Regions from separate parts of the Mus musculus genome. Here region 1 is linked to region 2. A link is a contact called in public promoter capture Hi-C data. All regions are on one chromosome and are shown on one strand. Each heading gives the region's core, a stretch centred on a gene start, on an enhancer-like site or on the middle of the called end of the contact. The rest is flanking DNA. Distances are from core to core; before and after follow the strand shown.

The links. Promoter capture Hi-C pulls out the DNA fragments that hold promoters and counts their contacts.
Region 1: a promoter capture Hi-C map of the HPC-7 cell line shows a contact between it and region 2. The contact joins the enhancer-like site here to the promoter of Tmem164 in region 2. A contact is called at or near these places in 8 of 39 promoter capture datasets (the 3T3-L1 cell line, 3T3-L1-derived adipocytes, the HPC-7 cell line and 4 more), 4 of 484 Hi-C or Micro-C datasets (the N1E-115 cell line, cortical neurons, embryonic fibroblasts and 1 more), 1 of 115 datasets of contacts at active chromatin or transcription factors (cardiomyocytes) and 3 of 9 other capture datasets (adipose tissue, liver and pancreatic islet).

Annotation. Positions count from the first base shown.
Region 1 is chrX:142,776,943-142,781,022 of GRCm38.p6, reverse strand. All of the region lies in intron 4 of Tmem164 (transmembrane protein 164), which reads right to left. Among named protein-coding and RNA genes, the nearest start is that of Mir652, 40 kb to the right of the region's middle. Within about 2 kb of position 2,157, at least 40 of the 459 cell types and tissues checked have an H3K27ac peak or open chromatin away from gene starts, as enhancers often do. A contact at or near this core is called in the HPC-7 cell line, the N1E-115 cell line, granulosa cells and 1 more, where this site is marked.
Region 2 is chrX:142,679,286-142,683,185 of GRCm38.p6, reverse strand. Tmem164 (transmembrane protein 164) reads right to left here and starts at 1,460. Exons shown (of 7, transcript NM_001199360.1): 1 at 1,247-1,460; 2 at 237-895. The coding sequence starts at 623.

The DNA of each region.
Region 1 (4,080 bases), core at 908-3,407, 97 kb before region 2:
TAAGGCTCTAATGGAAAGGACAAGAACAATGCAAGGATGTGTACAGTGTGGAAATGACTCATTGTTGCTGAGGATATGAAGTGGTATGGCCATATTACAGTATAGGCTGGCAAGTTCCTCCCAGGCCTATAAAAGGCCATTACATTGTGATGCAGCAATACAACTCCAAAGTATATACCTAAAGAGACATACATTCTTAAACCAATATGCACAGAAATATCAGTCATACTAGCCAAAACCGAAAAAAACAACACCAATGCCTGAGTATCTATTTAACACATCACATGTCCTGCAGAGGGATATTATATGCTCACAAATACAAAGTACTAACTCATGCTGCAGCATGGATGAACCTTAAAAACATCCTCAATGAAAACATACCAAAAACCCAAAACATTCTAGGATTTAATTTATATATGTCCAGGATAGGCAACCCCACAGAGATTGAAAGTTGATTACTAAATGCCAGAGTCTAGAGATGGAGAAGCAGTGAATGGTACCAGGTACAGGGCTTGGTTTGGAGGATAGATGATGAAAAGCATCTAAAATCAAACAGAATTGATGGCTGCATAACACTGAATATACTAAAAACCACTTAGCAGATGCTTTAAAAGGATGCATTTATTATGTGTAAGTTGTATCTCAATTAATTCCCTGTTCCAAAAATATTACTGAATGAGAATAGGCGGCCAAGAAGTCCTTTCCATGATACTCAACCTTCCAATGTCCTTCCTTTTCTACCTACTGTTCTTTTCTTATTCCTAATATTCTTTCCTCTACACCATATCTATAAGGTACAAAGAGCAGGTATCACCAATCCTACTTGGTAAAATAAAATGCTCTAAAGACCCAAGTTCCAGTCAGAGATAACATGGGACTAAAACAACACAAATGCCCTGGCTGCTCAATGGACTAGCCAGCGGTCATTGGTGTACTGCTTTGTTTACTTTGTGAGACAGGGTCTCCTATACCCCAGGCTGACTCTGAACACATATCGAAGCTCCAGATGACCACAAACATATGATCATCTTGAGCATCCGGTCTAAGGGCTTGTGTCACATTTTGCCATTGTTTCTTTCTTTATTTTTATTGGAGTGCTGGATCAAAAGCAGGGCTTCGTGTGTGCTAGGCAAACATTTGTCCAACTGAGCCACAGCCCAGCTTCTCCCTGGTGCATTCTGAAAGCAGCTTTGGAAATCTGAACTGTGCAGTCAGGGTTGATACCCAGCAATCTAGAGACTGGAAAGAAAGTAACTTGGAAAATAATACTTTTATTCCACAAAGACATATCTCTTAGCTAGGTGTGGTATTTAGTATATGGCTATTATCCCAGCATGTGAGAGGTGGGATGGGAAAATGGATTCTAAGCTCATAGTGAGTTTGAGATCAACCTAGGATATGTAAGATACTATACCAACCCCACCCCACCCCCCAAAAAACAATCAACATTTAGAATAAAAGCTCAAGATGAAGAGCAAAGATATTGGAGAGGACTGTGTTCTGCAGAGCCAAGGCAAGCCACCAAGAAGCTCAGAAGGCAAGCAGGCTCACATGTGTCTCCCACTGTGCCAGTCCCTGAATAGGCTTCTCAGCCTCTGGCTTGGGTCTGCTGACCTACCAAATAGGTCTGTTTCGTTTTAGAGAGAGGAAGGGAGAGGGGGGGGGGATTGAAGTAGACAGAGAAAGAGACAGACAGACAGATAGGCAGGCAGGCAGGCAGACAGGAGTGGGCCTAATTTACCTTCAGGAGGCAAGAGAGTGGGAAGGGCTGCCCAGTTTCCTATGCAAACATACTGCCCCTGAACCAAACACACACACACACACACACACACACACACACACACACACACACACACAAATAATAAAATAATAATTAAAAAAAGGGCAAGAATCCCTGCCAGGGAATTTTAATCTCACTCAGCAAGGCTAATTCAGAAACAAAGCCCCCTTCATGGTGCCGAGCAACTCCAGGAGCTGAGGCCAAAGCTCTGCAGAATAACATCACAAACGGCACACTAACAGGAGGCCTCCTCAACCATTTTGAGATAATATTAGCAATAGTAGGAGCCCCATCCCGTGGGGTGTTTCTCCATTGCTTCCTGTGGTGTAGGCTCAGTTAAGTGTGTGCCTCACGTGATCACGCAGAACAGCATAACTTACAGATAAGCTAACGGGGATAGCGAGGCCACTGCCTTATGCAAGGTCATGTGGCTGTACACACCAGAACTGACTAGAAATCTACAGACAGGCTGGCTCCAAAGAGTGCACTTGTGACCTGTTAATGTCTACAGAGGCAAAAAGGCCCTTCTAGAACATGCAGCAAACAATCTTAGCAGTCATTGCTTCCCCATAATTTCAGTTTGATTTGGGCATTGGTCTACATTTTCCTTTTCTCTGCACTGTACATATGCTATGCTTATAGAAAAAAAAATCATATATCCAAGCCAGAGTGTCCAAGCCTGTAGTCCTAGCTACTAAGAAGGCTGAAACAAAAGGGTCCTAAATTCAATCCTACCTGGTTTTCTGAGTAAAATCCTATTACAAAATAAAAAGAATAACAACAAAGAAACCAAGTTTTAGGATGTAGCTCAAAGGTTCATTACTTATGTGTGCCCTTGTCAGAATAAAGTTTAATCTCTAACACAGCCACATATAACACGCGCGCACACACACATACACACACACATAGACGACAATGGCCTCTTGCTTCTTCTTGTTTTTAATCTATGGGGGAAACTAACTATACATTGGTAGTGACATTTATGTTTCACTGTATTGCATGCATTTTCGGTAACAAAACTTTGTCTTTCATTGCATTGGCAGAAATAAACAGGCTTTTAAGGGGCTGGAAAAAGGCCTTTACCACCTTTCTTCAAACCCCAGATCCCAGGACACAAAAGAAACCCCTGGACTTTCTCTCAGTATTATGGAAGATTTGATGATGGATTCTTTTTATCCTTTTCTTTTTAAAATTTTTCTTAATTATTTGAAAATTTTAGAGATGAATATGGTCATATCTACCTCCAATCAATTTCTTCGGCCAGTCTCCAATGTCATGAGGTTTGGGGGGTTTTTGTTTGTTTTTTGTTTGTTTGTTTGTTTGTTTGTTGTACTGGGGTTTAAACCTAGGTCCTCCCACATGGGAGCCAGGCATTCTGCTTCTGAGTCAACCCTCTTCTTAATTTTTACCTTGAGGCAGGGTCTCACTAAATGACCCAGACTAGCCTTGGACTCAGAATATAAGCCAACAGACATTAAACGTGTGGCCATCATGCCTCAGCCTCACACAGGCCTGTATTCCCAGGCTCGGAATAGTCAATCATTCGTATTTGTGGTATCTATGGTGTTTTAAACATAAGGTCCTGCAAGGATTAGGCGGAAAGCAAGAGACACTGTCCACCCTTACAGAGAATCCCCAGTCATTGAGCAGCTAATGGAAAGGAATTATGTGGGTGCCTAATAAGATTATTTACTGCCTGGTTTCAGGCTAAAGAAAAAGTACACTGGAAAATGGTTTATAATAAAATCACAAGTGGGCAAGAAACTTAATTTCAAATAATCTAGGAAACCAAAAAATCTATGAAAATCTTTATCTACAGGATATGAGCAAGAGAGACGTGTGAAAGTACAGACACATGAGCCTTTAATAGAATTTACTTCAATTTCCCTTTTTATAGTCTTCTGAGTGGTTTTTAATAAGCATTATTATACTTGTAACCCATATATAAGGACAGTTCCTAGAATTTGTCTAAACTTGGGAGTCCCGGTCCCTTTTCACCGGACCCCATGTCTCAGACACATTGCATTTATCGAATTCAACACACATCATCCTTTGTAGAAAGTGAAGTCACAATTTTGCCTCAGTCCATGTTTCAGTAATTCAAGACCTCTTTTGAAATCAAGCTTTTGATATTTTAAGTACCCTCAAGAAACCGAAAGGATATTCTGTCCCCAGCTCAAGTCTAAAATCCAAAGTATAACTTTTAAAAACAGCTCAATTTTGTTAATCACATAAATAACCCTTCAGGGTCAATTAGCACATTTCAATGTGCCAATTAGCAGAGTGGGATTCTCAAGCTT
Region 2 (3,900 bases), core at 211-2,710:
TGAGATGGGAGGGGCATGGGGCTCCAAGTGCAAGTCATTTCTAGGGTTCACCTCCACTGTGGGGCTGACCTGTTGTGCAATGCTGAAGTTTACTAGCACAAAAGCGGATGCTGGTTGGAAAAGCATTTGTAAGGGTCCCACTTCCCACGGGAACGAAGTGCTCTACACACCAGTGTCCTGAGCACGCTAATGACTCTTATCACTTAGGCTGCCCAGGAAAAAGTCAACAGACTCACATGCATCATGGTGACCAGGTGACAAGGGTTGAGCAGGTAGATGACGGTCTTGGTGGCGAACTTAAAGCCCACCTCCACCCCGAAGATCAGGCACAGGGCTACTAAGAGCAGATTCTTGCTCAGGCTCTCCTTGCCTTCCTCTGGCCGCTGGGTCACCTGCTGTGGCTGGCTGCTACGGCCACCCCTACCGTCCTCCTTCTGCCTCAGGATGTGCCGCAGGGCCACCAGGATCTCCAACAGGGCCAGGGTCAGGACCACCACACTTTCCAGCAGCCGCTGCTGCCAAGACAGGAAGGCAGCACAGTCGGGGCCCCCATTGCCTGCAAAACTGGGGTCGACGCCCCCATAGAGCCAGTCCAGGAGACTTTGGTAGCTATACCGGGACATGATGCAAAGTGGCTCCACTTGACTACGGTACAGGAAGCAAGAGCGAGATGGAACACGAGACCGAAGGGTTGCCCGGGCGGTGGAACATGTAAGGAGGGCACACCCGCACCCCCCTCTGGACACTGGGGCACCTAGAACAGGGGAGGGAAAGCTACACGCGAGGCCCGGGATAAAGTGCTGGCTCTAACTTGTCCCCACGGCTGTCTGGGGAGCCCCCCGCGCTTCTCCAGTGGCCACCAACGAGGCAGGGTTGAAAGGAGCCGTTGGCCAATCTAAAAGGAAGGAGAGGAAAAAAAGGTCTCAAAGAGGCAATTGCACGGGAATTAACGAAGCGGGGAGGGGTAACTAGTGAGGGAAGAAAAGGGGAACGGGAGTGGTGGCCAAGCAAGCACGGGTGAAGGCAAGTTGGAGGCCAAGAGGGTCAGGACTGGGACCTAGGGGGCCCGGCACTAGGCACTGCCGAGGGAGCCAAGCGGGAGGCAGAAGGGGGTGAGAGAGAGAGGGGACACGCGGAGGCTAGGAGAGAAGCTAGCAGGGCTGGGCAGGCGGGGAGGGCGACGGGGAGGGCAGGGACGCCGGACTCCTCGTCTCAGCCACTCCACGAGAGGGGGGGGGGGTCTTACTCCTGCAACCGCGTGGCCGTCTCTGCCCCCAGCTAGCAACTTCGCCGCCGACGGGGCCCCCTCTCCAGCCAATTTAGAGCAGTCCCGGTCCAGCCTCCCGCCCCTGGGTACACCCCCGAACCCCCAGCTCCACCCCCCCTGGCCCCTCACGCCCGCCCTCCGGGCCAGCGCCACCCTCAGCCCTCCGCCTGCTCCGGACCAGCCCCCCAGGCGCAGGCGGGCGGCGGGAGGAAGCCGAGAGGGAGGGCGGGGACGCGGGGCCAGCCAGGGGCCGGGCCATGGGGCCGCCACCCTCCGCCCCGCCGCCACCGCTCCATCTTCCCGCTCCTCCTCGTCCGGCCCCCCGAGGACTGGCCGCCGAGTCCCCCTGGGGCTCCACTCACCCGCTGCTCGGCTCCGCTGCCCGGGCTCCACCGAACTCTCCGTCTCCCCTCACTCCCCGCAGCCCCAGGCGGCACTCGGCTGGGCTCCCCAGGCGGCCGCAGCAGCAGCAGCAGCCGCCACCGCCGCCGCTCCGGCTCCTCCTCCTTGCCTTCCTCCCCCGGCAGCCGCCGCTCGCTTCCTCCGGTTTCCCCTCCCTCTCTCCACCCCCTCGTCGCCAACTCCCTCCACCTTCGGCCCTCCTCCCGTCCACTTCACCCCCTCCCTACACACACACACACACACACACACTCCTCCGATCCACTTCACTCCCTCCCTACACACACACATACACACACACACACACACACATACACACGTCTTCAAGCCACCACTGCCCCGCCTCGCAGCCTTCCCTCCACAGCCTACCCACTTCGTCCTCGCTTCCCACCTCCTGCCCTGCTTCCTCTCTGCTCCCCACCCCACCCCACCCCACCCCCGCCCCCACCCTGCTACCCTCGGAGGCCCCATCCCCGCCTCTTTCCTCCTCCTTCTCCAGCCTGGTCTTCTGCACTCCAAGCGTGCACTCGCGCACAGTTTTGCTCTTTCGCCACTGTGACTGAATTCACCTCCCCACCTAAGCCTGGCGGACTAACTCCTCCGTTGACCTGGTTCTCGGGCCACTACTTTGCATACCTGACCACATACTGGGCACTCAGCCGGTCCTCGCTAACTTCTAGGAGTAAGGCTGTGAAACTGATGGACAGGCTTTAGCTTGGGGAGTGTGCTGAGTATGGACTTCCTGCTTCCTCCCTTCGGCCTTGAAATGGGAGATTCAAAAAAAAAAAAAAAAAAAGACCATAAAAGTATTGCTCACCTTCTTGTCACAGCCTCACTTTCTTCTTGAGTGCCTAAATTTGAGGATTTCTCCTCGGACTCCTTCTAACCCAGCTCTGATGCTTTTCTCTCTCTCCCCCCTCCCCCCACCCTACACAAACCTTGCTGGCTCTCTCCCTCCTTCCCTCCTGCCGTCCTTCTTCCTCTCCGCCCCCTTCCGACCACAGCGAACCTTCAGTGATAGACTTGGTGGAGGAAAAGAAGATTCTCCTGACCTCTTTCCCTCCCCACCCCCGTCCCCCACCCGCAGAGAGAGACAGAGACAGAGACAGAGAGACACAGAGAGCGAGAGACAGAGAGAGCGCAGCTGCTTCCTAACCCCACCTTGGAAAGAACAGCCAGGAAAAGTGAGCGCTAGCTGGGTCCAGGGGGCCCCCTCTTCTCTGACGCTCTCTACCTCGTGGCTGGGCTGGCTCCTCTAAGGGCCGGTAATTAAGGAAAGAACTACTCAGAATGTACCTCATATTGGTTTAATATTTATTGCAGACTCGCATACGTTAGAAGAATATCCAGAAAAACCACAGTTAGGTACCTTGCTTAGGAAACACTTTCTGATGTCGACTGTAAGCCAGTCTTAAGATGTAAACTACAGTCTCCTGGATTATCAGGCCGATACCTTCCCATCCTTTGCAACCTAACAAATACAGCCAGGCAAGCTTGTCTGACTTTAAGCTTTTTGAAGCATCCACCAAAGGCAGGATGTTTTTCAAGAGGCTAACTAATAAAGAATGGCCAGGAACAAGATCAGTTCAGAGGCACTCACTTGGCCCTCCTTAGGCGGTTTTGTTGTTGTTGTTGTTGTTGGTTTTTTGGGGTTTTGTTTTGTTTTGTTTTTTCTGAATCTCGGCTGTATGACCAAAGAACAAAGTGAGGGGGCTCCGAGCACAGGAATGTAGCATCTGGAGGCCTCAAGTTCCTTATCTTTGAAGAAGGATGACAATATAGCTCATAGGGTTTTGCTCGTTCAAATGAGTTGACTTCTGTAAAACATTATTTCCTGTCTGTCACGTGGAGCGTATCCACTAAATACTACCTGTTGTTAAGAATCCAAGCAAGTGCCTTTAATTGGTGGTGGCCCACGCCTTTAATCCCAGCACTTGGGAGGCAGAGGCAGGCAGATTTCTGAGTTTGAGGCCAGCCTGGTCTATAGAGTGAGTTCCAGGACAGCCAGGGCTACACAGAGAAACCCTGTCTCAAAAAAACCAACCAAACAAACAAACAAAAAAAGAATCCAAGCAAGCATTTGCATGTGCCTTTAAGTGATACACTCCAATTCGGTGCCCTCCCCCACATCTACAGAAACAAGCCACCTTCCAAAACCCACGGAAAAATCACTCTTCTCAATCCCCCACCCAGCCTCCAGCGGGCTCTCCCTCCTCCAAACTTGTATAGCATTT